Linked DNA regions of Rattus norvegicus: region 2 is linked to region 1. The links are chromatin contacts, called in public Hi-C maps. All regions are on one chromosome and are shown on one strand. The core of a region is the stretch at or near the end of the contact, and the rest is flanking DNA. Distances in the headings are between cores, read along the strand shown.

The links. A called contact is a pair of places that touch in the nucleus more often than the background predicts.
Region 2: a Hi-C map of Schwann cells shows a contact between it and region 1, with 7 times the contacts expected there. The contact joins the enhancer-like site here to the promoter of Nedd4l in region 1. A contact is called at or near these places in 12 of 12 Hi-C or Micro-C datasets (the A7r5 cell line, the Rat2 cell line, Schwann cells and 7 more) and 1 of 1 datasets of contacts at active chromatin or transcription factors (oligodendrocytes).

What each region holds. Positions count from the first base shown.
Region 1 is chr18:60,661,627-60,667,426 of GRCr8, reverse strand. It overlaps Nedd4l (NEDD4 like E3 ubiquitin protein ligase), which reads right to left and starts at 3,457. Exons shown (of 31, transcript NM_001401320.1): 1 at 3,118-3,457. The coding sequence starts at 3,165.
Region 2 is chr18:60,718,079-60,723,409 of GRCr8, reverse strand. The region is part of intron 1 of Nedd4l (NEDD4 like E3 ubiquitin protein ligase); the gene reads right to left. Among named protein-coding and RNA genes, the nearest start is that of Nedd4l, 57 kb to the right of the region's middle. Within about 2 kb of position 2,854, at least 20 of the 93 cell types and tissues checked have an H3K27ac peak or open chromatin away from gene starts, as enhancers often do. A contact at or near this core is called in the A7r5 cell line, Schwann cells and prefrontal cortex, where this site is marked.

The sequences.
Region 1 (5,800 bases), core at 2,208-4,707:
CCCTTCTTCAGCTCCCTAAGTGCTGGGACACCACAGCGCATCTTTTCAAACGGTTGTCATTGAAACCCTGAATCCAATAGAAACTCTCCCCGACCCAGAGAAGACCCCTGTCTCAGGTGTAATGAAACACTTCAAAAAAGTAACAATAGCAGTCTTGAGTAAACCATGCCAGCAGGCCCTCAGATGGCCACAATTTTAAGTACCAACAAGAAGAAGGCTCTTCAAGGACCCAGGCCAGTTGCAGAAACTAGTCCAAGCCGTTCTGATTCAAAACCAAATCTGATCCTCAGCCGTGAATAAGAACTGCTGTTCATTACCCAATCCCTTTCAGCACCCAAACTCCACGGAGGGAGCTTTTGATTTTGGTTCCCGAAACCGAAATGATTTAAATAAGAGTGAATATGAATTCTAAATCACCCGAAGACATTCAGCTGCAAAGCGTGGCAAAAAGCTGTGTGGCATGTATGCCCACAGGAGCAAAACCTACATCCCAACCATTCTCCCATATACATGTGTATACTAGCCAGACCTCAGCCCGATGACCCCAAGCAGCAGCATCTTGGCTCTGCTATCTTGCTAGGTTCTAGATTGGCACTATGCTTGACAGACAGTACAGAGCTCGCCAGTGCTTTATAAGACGGGGCATGACTAAGTCCATTCCAAATGCAGAATGCTTTCTGGCACCATCAAATATAAACACAAGTCTACTCACAAGGAAACCCTGGGTACCCTCCACTTGCAGAGAGGTTTATAAGTGGACTCCTTTCTACAGCTAAACAAGCACCCTCGCGTGATACTTGTGGCCCACTGGTACACCCTTTTTAACACTTGGCAAGCCTGAGGTGCTTGGGCATTCCACATCCAGAGCCTGTTAATTGCTGGCCTTTGTTTGCTTCCAGACTAATTCCGGAGACAAACCAAATACATTTAATAAATCGATATTAATATTATACAAAGGCATTCTGCCTGTCTTCAAGGGCCCCCCTGAACAGAAAGAAACCTCCCATACCAAACAGATACCTTAGAAATATGAAGGCATCCATTGTCTATTGGTAAGAGAAAAATGAAAAGAGGTAGGTGAGGCTTATTTTGTGTCATATGTGATGTGTGTAACTAAACAGAACCGTCAATAGCAAGGCGATACCCAGATAAATTGTGTATTCTATCCCCTATCCAGTCCCTCTGATAACAGGAGGAGGGGAGAGTCACAGGCGAGCCCACACACACTCGGTTCCGTGTCTGTGCTCTCCACTTTCACACCCCACACCGGTCAAGATCTACAGGGATTCTCTGGAAAACAAAAGTGGCAAGATGCGCCCTGAGGTGGATTCTGTCACAGGCTGTCATGGTAAACAAAGCAGAGATGGACGCAACAGTGACAGAAAGAATTCCTTTATGCAGATACATTTTCCAAAACAGTCTCAAAATGTTCCTTTCAAGGAGCTTTTAAAAATAATCCTGTTATTTTTTAAAAAAAAAATTAAAGAGAATCTAAGATGAAACACAGCTGTCTTCAACTCCCTTGATACCTCACCCAGGAAGCCCTTTGTTTAGGAAGGGCAGAATCTCAGCACCTCAAGACATCTGACTGCTCTCCAGCTCCAGATAAGGAGCTAGGAGGAGACTCCCCTAGGTAAACAAAACAATTCTACTTTTGCCCATCTCCAGGTGACTGCACGCGCACACACACACACACACACAATTTATTCTACACAAGCAAATCAGAAACACACCACACATTACTTGCATTGTGATCATTCTTTGATCACAAGCAGTCCAGTAAGCTTATCCAGCACTATCAAAAAATAAAATAAAATCAACCCCTACACGCCCTGCCTTCCACAAGATACCCATTTCATTCCACACTTAGGTAGAACACACACACACACACACACACACACACACACACACACACACACCCCATGCCAGCAGGGAAAAAGCAAAGCCACAACGTGAGCCTGTCTCAGATAATAGACTCCCTTTAAACCCCACCCCCATCACCAGAGAAAGAGGGAACCTCAGAAAGAAAGGAGGGAGGGTAAGAGAGACCGAGAAAGCCCAAATTTCCAGGCATCCACTTTTCATGAAATGCACAACCAGGATAGGAAATACCTCCCTGCTGAGTAATGCTTCATGGGTTGTAAATTCACCTCTCGAAAGGGGAGCCAGACCTGGGCGCGCACCCCGCCAGATGGTGAACCACTCCTACCTGCTCCATCCAGCCTGCCTGTCACTCCGCGCCCGCGACAGGCCTCCCACCCCCCTTTTTGGCAGAGCAACACACCAATAAGAGTCGAGAATGGCTGGTCGAGTGAGGGCTGAGCAGTGATTTAGCAGGATCGTTTCAAAAGGGGGAGTGGGGACCGCGATGAGCGAGTAGGGTTTTTAAAAACAAAGCCCTCTCCAGTCAAACCGACCGTTTGGGGGTGTGGCTTATTTCATTCGTTTTATTAATAAAAGAGATCAATGGAGCTTTCTTCTCTCCACCCACCCCAGAGATGCCGGGCTTTGAATCCTCCGGACCGGAGAGAAATGGCAGGGTTGCAAGCTTCCCCTAAGTTTCCTGCAGCACCTGCCTCCTCCCCAGATCACCTCCACACACCAAAATAAGAGACTCTGAAACACACAATCCCAGCTCCAGACTTTGCAAGAGCAGGGTCAGCCGCACGCAACTCTCCGGTGTCCCTCACTCTTGCCGGGATCTGCACACATCTGCTACGGAGCGCCCATTAGCAAGAAAAGTCCCGGGGGAAGACACCACTAGGCTCCTTAGCAGCCCCCAGATCGCCGGCACCACGCAAAGACCCCTGCGGCCACCTAGACGTGACACACGTCACGGACTCCGGGTTGCAGGAGCGTAGTCCAGAAAAGTTGCCCAACCGCCCCGAGAGACAGCTTGCAGAGGAAAGGGACCCGCGGGGCAGCGGCGCACGCGGCCTCCGCCCACCCCGAGAGCCACGGGCGAAGCGCACCGCCCGGGTGAAGAGGGAGGACCAAGCCACCCACTGCCCGGGACCGCTCGGGATCACCCGTAGTCCCGAAGCCCCTGCTGGCGGGGGACGCTCACAGCAGAGTGGGCCCTGTCCCCTCCTCACAGCGCTCTGGGCAGGAACTCACCTCCTCTTCCGAAAGTCCGTAGATAGGCTCCCCGAGCCCGGTCGCCATGGAGCCGGCGTCCCGCGCGGGGTCCTAGACGCTGCGACGGGCTGAAGTGCGTCGCGGGGCCGCGACCCTCTGTCCTTCTGCGCCGCCCGGCGGGGAAGGGCCGGCAGGTGAGGCTGCACCCGGCCGCGGCGCCGCTTCCTCCCGGAAGGCTGCGGAGACGCGCGGACTGGCGGCTCCGAGAGCGCGCCGAACGGCAGCTGGCCCGGAGCTCTCCCCTCTCTGTGCTGAGCCCGCCGGGCTCCCGCCCCGGTTGATGGCTCTCCCGGCCTCCCCCAAGCCCGCTCGGCGATCCCCGGGACCCGCGCGCCCGCCCCTCGCCTGCTCCGCCCGGCCGGCTCTCCCCGCCCCGCCTGCGCCGCCCGGCGCCCAAGGGGACCCTCCCGCTCGCCGGGGCGGGCACTCGCGCCCCCCAAGCCAATCACAGGCCGGGCTGGGGGGCGGGCCGCGGGGGTGGTGGTGTTTCGCCCCACGCCCACCCCACCCCCGCGCCTCCTGGGTCACCCGGCGCACAGTGCTGAGCTGGGGCGCGCCCTGGCGGGCTGGGCCTGCCGGGTTGACCCTCCTCTTGCCCCGCTTCTTTCTGTTTTGGGTACCCGTAGAGTGGACCTTAGGGGACCGTGAAGACACCGTGAAACAACAACAAAACCACTATGCCCGTCTTTTTCTCTTTTTCTTTTTTCCTTTTTAACACAGAGTCTCCAGGAGCTCTAAAAAAGAGCGAAGATGCATGTTTCTAGACCCCCTTTAAATTCTTGGCAGCTATGGCAGGCCAGACTTGGCTAAGAGCTTCAGCTCACCAAAGCGATTTTCCTGGCCGGGCGGCCAGCCTTGGAGAGGCTGCCCCGGTGTGGCCGTGAGTCGCCATTGCTGGTGTCAACTCAACTGGGAACAAAACCAACTCTGCGCCCGCGCTAAGTACACACCCACCCACTTGAAACCGGCTGCCTAGTTCTTTGATAAAAGCTCGTTTTGTGAGGCACAACGTGAAATACCAAATTCAAGTTTAAGTTTGTCCTTTACAAACGCAAACGATGGAGATGTCTTATTAGCCACCGTAGGAATCTTCCCACGTTCCAGATAGGGAGTTTCTCTAGCAAGCCCTTCATTTAATCCTTCGATGTTTAGGAATTCGTCACTCTACTTTTTTCAAGAAGTCTTTCCTAGGAGAGGGGCGTGGCGGGGCGTGCCTTTAATCCCAGCACCCGGGAGGCAGAGGCAGACCGGATCTTAGTGTGTTCGAGGAACAGCTAGGTCTGCATGGTAAATTCAGGACAATCAGCTATACAGAGAGACACTGTCCCAAAAAAAAAAAAAAAAAAGGAAGCCGTTTGCTCCTTAAATTTAAATGTTGAGTGCAGTGGTAAATTAGAAAAGAAAACAGGAAGAACATTTTGTTTGTCTTTAAATAGAAAGCACCAGAGTGTCTGGTATTGTCTGGGTGCTTAGGATTTTCACTGAAGGAAGAGAGAACTCACAAGATCAACTGACTCAGCTCGCCTGTCCCTGCTAAGCGGCCAAGTACTTGCTGTGCACCTGCAAATCAAAACGAAGGATGTTGCACCAGCCCCAAACATAAGTCCTCTCTTTTCTCCATTGCAATGTGTCCCAATGTGATGACTTTCCTTTGAAGTCAGCCCCATGGAATCAGCACACTGCTCAGAGAGGGAAGGGGGGAAGGAAGGAGGGGGAGGGAGGCACGGGGGTGGGGGAGAAAAGCTCCTAAGTATGGTGGAGAAAGTTTACTATAAATATGTGGGAGAGCATGGCCAAAGACAGGGACATCTGGGAGAGTCCGGAGTGGACATGACCCTGAGATGGGGGACGGGGTGGGGACACAGGGAGCAACTTCCAGCCAAGACAGCCAGGGCCAAAGGAGTAGATGAAAAAACCGGGTAGTTGGGGGAAAGGAAGCCCAGCCCCTGGGCTGGAAAACTTTAGGGTACTGAGTGGGGGTGTGCTAACCATACCCTGTAACAAGTAGGGACTGAGGGATGCTGGGAGACCAGAGAACCTGTCCCCCCCATTGACTTTGATATGTTAAATGGGCACCTCAGCCATCTGTCCTGGGTTTGAGACCTAACATGAGCCCTAACATGAGCCCCTCAATCCCTACTAAGAAATAAAAATTGTGAAAGCACACATGTCATAGGCCAATGCTGTCCTGGGCTTTTTCATGCCAAGGATTTCCATGAAACCTATGTTATTTTTCTTTTTAATAAAAGGTACACACACACACACACACACACACACACACACACACACACACAATTTCAGACGACCTTCTATGTGTCTATGACCCACATAAATGAAAGTCATTGCTTCTCAACATATACGAGCAGGCCTTTGTCAAATTTGCAGTTCACGTTGTGTTATGGGGCAAGGGCGATGAACTCTTTAAATTTCCTGAAAGGAAACTGTTTCCAGGGGCTTGAGAGATGATTTGGTAACAAGCCCATCCTCCTGCGATGCCTGCAACTCCAGATCCAAGGGATCAAATGAGCTCCTCTGTCTTCACACACGTCCAGCCATGCAGACATACGTATAAATAAAACAAATTTTAAGAAAAATTATCATTGTCATTCTAGAGGTGAGGCCGACTTAAATAACTATTCTCTCTAAACCGAAACATTCTCTC
Region 2 (5,331 bases), core at 1,605-4,104, 57 kb before region 1:
TACATTGGTTTGCTGAAAGGCAAACGAGAAAGTCATTATTCTGAAAAGCTTTCTGGGCCAGGTACCATAAACAAAGACCCAGTTGGTCTCGGTTCAGCCAGGATGCGAGCATTAAGTTAACCATGGTCCCAGAAGGCAGGTTATGAGGTGTGCCTGGCTTCTCAAGGCACAGAGTTTGGGTGAGAGTTTGGGTCCTACTGGGTATGGTCAAAAAACCTGCAGAGCCTCAACCAACACCAACATTCCTCCTTGGTCACCCATCTCCGTCTGGAATTTACAGCTCACAAGTACAGGAGGGCTTCTTCCTAAAGTCTGCTAAATATATGCCGTGCATTGATTCCTCTAACCTATATTACTAGGGGGTAAGGGGAGAGAATCGTATTCTAAGATCTCTAACGTCAAGCTCACACCCAAGTGGAGGTTAAAAATCCCCTCTATTAAGATTGCTTACAGAAGTGTTCCCATCGACGGGCTCAGTTCGGCTCACTTCCCCACCCCCGTCCTGTTTTGCTATATAACACGTACAAGATAGATGTGTTCTCACCACTGAAGAAGATATTAAACCGAGCACGGAAAGTGCAAGTCATTCTCCGAAGGTCCAATAATAGAACCCTAGCTCCTCCATCTCAACCCAGACCTGGTTTCTTCCTCCATCAAAGCACTGGATGTAAGAATCCAGTGTTTCTTTTGAGCATCCCATGACAAGCTTTGAGGTTCATCATGAGAGGACCCCTGGGGCACCCCTCTTAGTGCTTTAATATCCTGCACTAATGAGAGTCAACACAATTTAGCTCTCCGGCCTTCCTAAACAACTCTTCAGCACCTACCCAAAGACTTCAGGAAAACAATCGCCAACAGACAGGAATTCCACGGAGGCCTCCGTTCCCAGAAGGAAATCTAATTCTGTGATTTTTAAAGTTCGTGCCGCGTGACTAGACTAGAAAAGGAGGAAGAGAGAGAGAACGAAGACAGACAGACCAAGGCCGATAAGCTAAATAAATTCAAAACGTAGGCAGACTAAAATTAAGCCTACCACTACAGGAGACAGAACGATGGTCTGAAGAGGTGCCCACAGCCTGAGCCAGACTCCCTGACTCTGCTGGGTTACATGGAGAGGGGACACTCAGTCTGCAGATGAAATTCAAGTTGCCAGTCAGCTGACCTTAAAACAGAAAGACCCTCCTTGATTATGCAGGTGAGCATGACGTAATCACAACAGTTCTTTCTTGAAAGTAGGAAAAGAAGCCTGAGCAAAGGGGACGGACAGACAGCTGTAGCCATGAGTGTGCGCGGAGATGGCTCAGCGGCCATTAAACTGGAAAGGGGGACCTTGGAAAGCAGGCACCTCCAGAAGCTGAACATTCGGGAAGTGCTCTCCTACAACCTCAGGAAGGAATGTAGCCCCCAAAGCACTTGATTTTAGCTCAGTGAACACATGTTGGAACACACATAAACACACAAATATAAACACACACACACACACACACACACACACACACACACACACAAAGCAAAATAACAGATCCCTGATGTTTTCAAGCTGCTACATCTGTGTACAAGTGTCCCCAGGCAGAGGAACCCATATGTGTGTCCACATAAATGTCTAGTTTCTCCACCAACCAGAATGATGTCTACTAATCTGTGTCAAATGCTACCCAACAATGCATGCTGCATTTGGTAACCCCAATAAGAAAAAAACGTACTTTAGAAACAGGCTTTCTAAGGCCTTCCAGGGATGCCAATAGCAGAAGCATCTTCCCCTACAATTTGTGAGTGCCATACCTAGCAGACTGGACCCAAAGCAAACTCTGCAGTTTCCAAATGTACCAGAGCAGGAGCAAGCCATGAGGACACATTCTCTAGTTCAGCTGCTGCATTATCACTGCACAAGTTCCCTCAAACAGTCATCTAAGATATATCTCTGCAAACTCTAAAAGAGGTTTCTGCCTGGCCCTTATCAAAAGAGGTGTTCATTTTCAATTTCTAGCATTTAACTGTTCTATGTGGTTGTGTGGGTGTGCTTGGCGCAGCACGTGGGCGTGGCGTGGCGTGTGGGCGTGGCGTGTGGGCGTGGCGTGTGGGCGTGGCATGGAGTGGCGTGGCGTGGCAGCCGGTGGACAGCGTTCGGGAGTTAGATTTCACCTTCCTTCTGTTGAAGAAGGGTCTCTCTCATTTCTCCACTGTGTATCTCAGGTTAGCTGGCCTGTACACTTCCAGGCAATCCTCCCGTCTCTGCCAGCCACCTTGCTAGAGGAAGTCCCAGACTGCAAATATGCCATCATATGTGGTTTCTCGCATGGGACCTGGCAAATAGTTTCGGGTCCTCTGATTCACACAGCGAATTAACCATTCAGCCAATTCTCCAGGCTCACGTAAAGATTTATCCCAACATCAAACACAAGCAGGCAGAAGTGTCTGAAAGCCCGTACCATCAAGGAAAAGGAGACTCATTAAAAAGGAAGCATCCCCAGTACCGCCTCGGCTTCAGTCCACCCCTCTGGGTTCTCACGTCCTTGCCTCTGTCCACACACCTCCAATTCCAATCCATCTGTTACTTGGGCACCAGTCATGTAGTTTTGTTTTGTTTTGTTTTCCAAATAAAACTGTATCTATACGCCCTTCCCACACCACGCATACATATGCACACGAAATCCAAAACCCGCAAGAAGGTATATACTCTGAAATGACAGCCAAAGGTGTGACAGCAAATGGATAAAGTGACTGCGGTCTCCCTTTAGCAAGCGTGTGCGGTGTGTATGAGGTTCTGCTGTATCGTGACTTGCTGACAGTACAGCAGCCACTTATAGCTGCGTCACCAGAACACAGGAGGATGGCCTGTATGACTCAGCCCAAAACTCGCTAAAGACCAGGGATTTTTCTGTTCTATCACAGTCCCGTGGGACAACAGTCATCTACATAGAATGTCACAAAACTGCCTCGTTAAATATGCATTATATATGTATTACACACGGGGAAAGACTTCTTCCTCGCAGCCCTGTGCAATCACATCCACACTAGTTCTTTTACCATCTGGCCCTAGCTAGCCCATCTACTCCAGGAAGGCACAGGCCATCTGCTCTGTCACCACAGAGAGCCAAGCAGGCATGATGCCAGGCTGGCTACTCAGAGAGGTCACAGGGCACTGCTCTCGTCTTTAGAAACCATCGTCGTTTGGGTTCCTAAGGTGAACTCCCTTCGTGACGGGTCACAAACAGACTTCCCTTCCCAGGGGTCTGTGAGGTCAAGATCAAGGCTCCTGAAGTTCCGGTGTCTGGGGAGGGACGCCTCCTGGCTCACAGCCAGGTCTCCCAGCTGCAGCCTCTGAGGGTCGGGAGCTAACGGGGCCCCTGGGGTCTGTCTTTTTTCAGGACACTGGCCCCAGGAGAGGGCTCCTGGGCTCACCACTTCCCAAAGGCTCCACCTTCTCACGTCACTGCGGGACAGGATTTCGAGGTTGTGGGGAGACTAAACATTCTGCCCACAGCAGAAACCATATGGTTCGACAATATGAAGTCAAATATAGACATTGAAAAAGCATTTTATTTTTTTTTACCAACTACAAACTAGATTTAAAGAAAAAAAGACAAATAGAAACTTACCTGAATCCTTCCCCCTCATCCCTCTCCTTCCTCCTCATCCCTCTCCTTCCCCTTCCCTCTCCTTCCCCCTCATCCCTCTCCTTCCCCCATCCCTCTCCTTCCCCTCTACCTTCTCCTTCCCCCTCATCCCTCTCCTTCTCCCTCATCCCTCTCCTTCCCCCATCCCTCTCCTTCCCCCTCTACCTTCTCCTTCCCCCTCATCCCTCTCCTTCCCCCTCTACCTTCTCCTTCCCCCTCATCCCTCTCCTTCCCCCATCCCTCTCCTTCCCCCTCTACCTTCTCCTTCCCCCTCATCCCTCTCCTTCCCCCTCTACCTTCTCCTTCCCCCTCATCCCTCTCCTTCCCCCCATCCCTCTCCTTCCCCCTCTACCTTCTCCTTCCCCCTCATCCCTCTCCTTCCCCCTCATCCCTCTCCTTCCCCCTCATCCCTCTCCTTCCCCTCTACCCTCTCCTTCCCCTCTACCCTCTCCTTCCCCCTCTACCCTCTCCTTCCCCTCTACCTTCTCCTTCCCCCTCATCCCTCTCCTTCCCCCTCATCCCTCTCCTTCCCCCTCACCCCTCTCCTTCCCCTCTACCCTCTCCTTCCCCTTTACCCTCTCCTTCCCCCTCTACCCTCTCCTTCCCCCTTCCCTCTCCTTCCCCCTCATCCCTCTCCTTCCCCTCTACCCTCTCCTTCCCCCTCATCCCTCTCCTTCCCCCTCATCCCTCTCCTTCCCCCTCTACCCTCTCCTTCCCCCTCATCCCTCTCCTTCCCCTCTACCCTCTCCTTCCCCCCTTCCCTCTCCTTCCCCCTCATCCCTCTCCTTCCCCCTCAACCCTGTCCTTCCCCCTCTTCCCTCTCCTCCTGACTCTTCTTTTCCCTCTCCCCTCCTTCCCCCCTTCTTTCCCACTCCCCTTTTCCCTCCCCCCTCCCCCTTTCTCCCCCCTCCCCTTCTCTCCCTCTCCCTTCCCCTTCCCCATCTCCTTCTCCTTCTCCCTCTCCTCCTCCTACTCTGCTTCCAGGCATCAGATGCAATCTGACAAGCCCCCTCAAGTCCTGCTGCTCTGTCTTCCTTGTATGACGGACAGAACCCTCAAGCTGTAACCCAAAAATAAATCCTCTCTGGCTTTGACAAAAGAAGCCAAGAAGCAGGGTAGGATCAGCCAGTCCGCTCAAACTCCTTGGGTGAGCTCTAGGCCAGTGAGAGACCCTGCCTCAAAAGACAAGATGAATGGCACGCAGGGAAAGACATCCCTGATCATCCTCTGGCCTTCACGTGTACCTGCATCTATACAGCCACCCCCAGGAACACATTCCAACACATATGGGCGCACACAATACACATCTGCACACGTGTGCGCACACACACACACACACATACAAGTGACAGGATATAATTTCACATTAAAACCGTAATACACGTCTCAGTTTAAACCTGAGTCTAAATCAGAGGTTTTGCAAACTGATTAAGCTAAAGAGTCAAATACTTAAAAAGAAAAAGAAGCTCATTTAAAACTGAGTAGGCAGTGGAAGTGTTGCCTTTTAAAACACTATCGTGTAGACATCTCTCAGTAAGCAACCATACACTATACATCTGCCCCAGTTAAAAACAGCTTAAGCTACAAGTGGAAAAACGCAAACATATGGGAGAGAAAAACTGCTCTCCACTATACTAGAAGTGACAGAAAACAGCCCATGACACTCCTAGGACAGCTATACTCAGACACACAGGGCTCTCGGCCATGACACAGG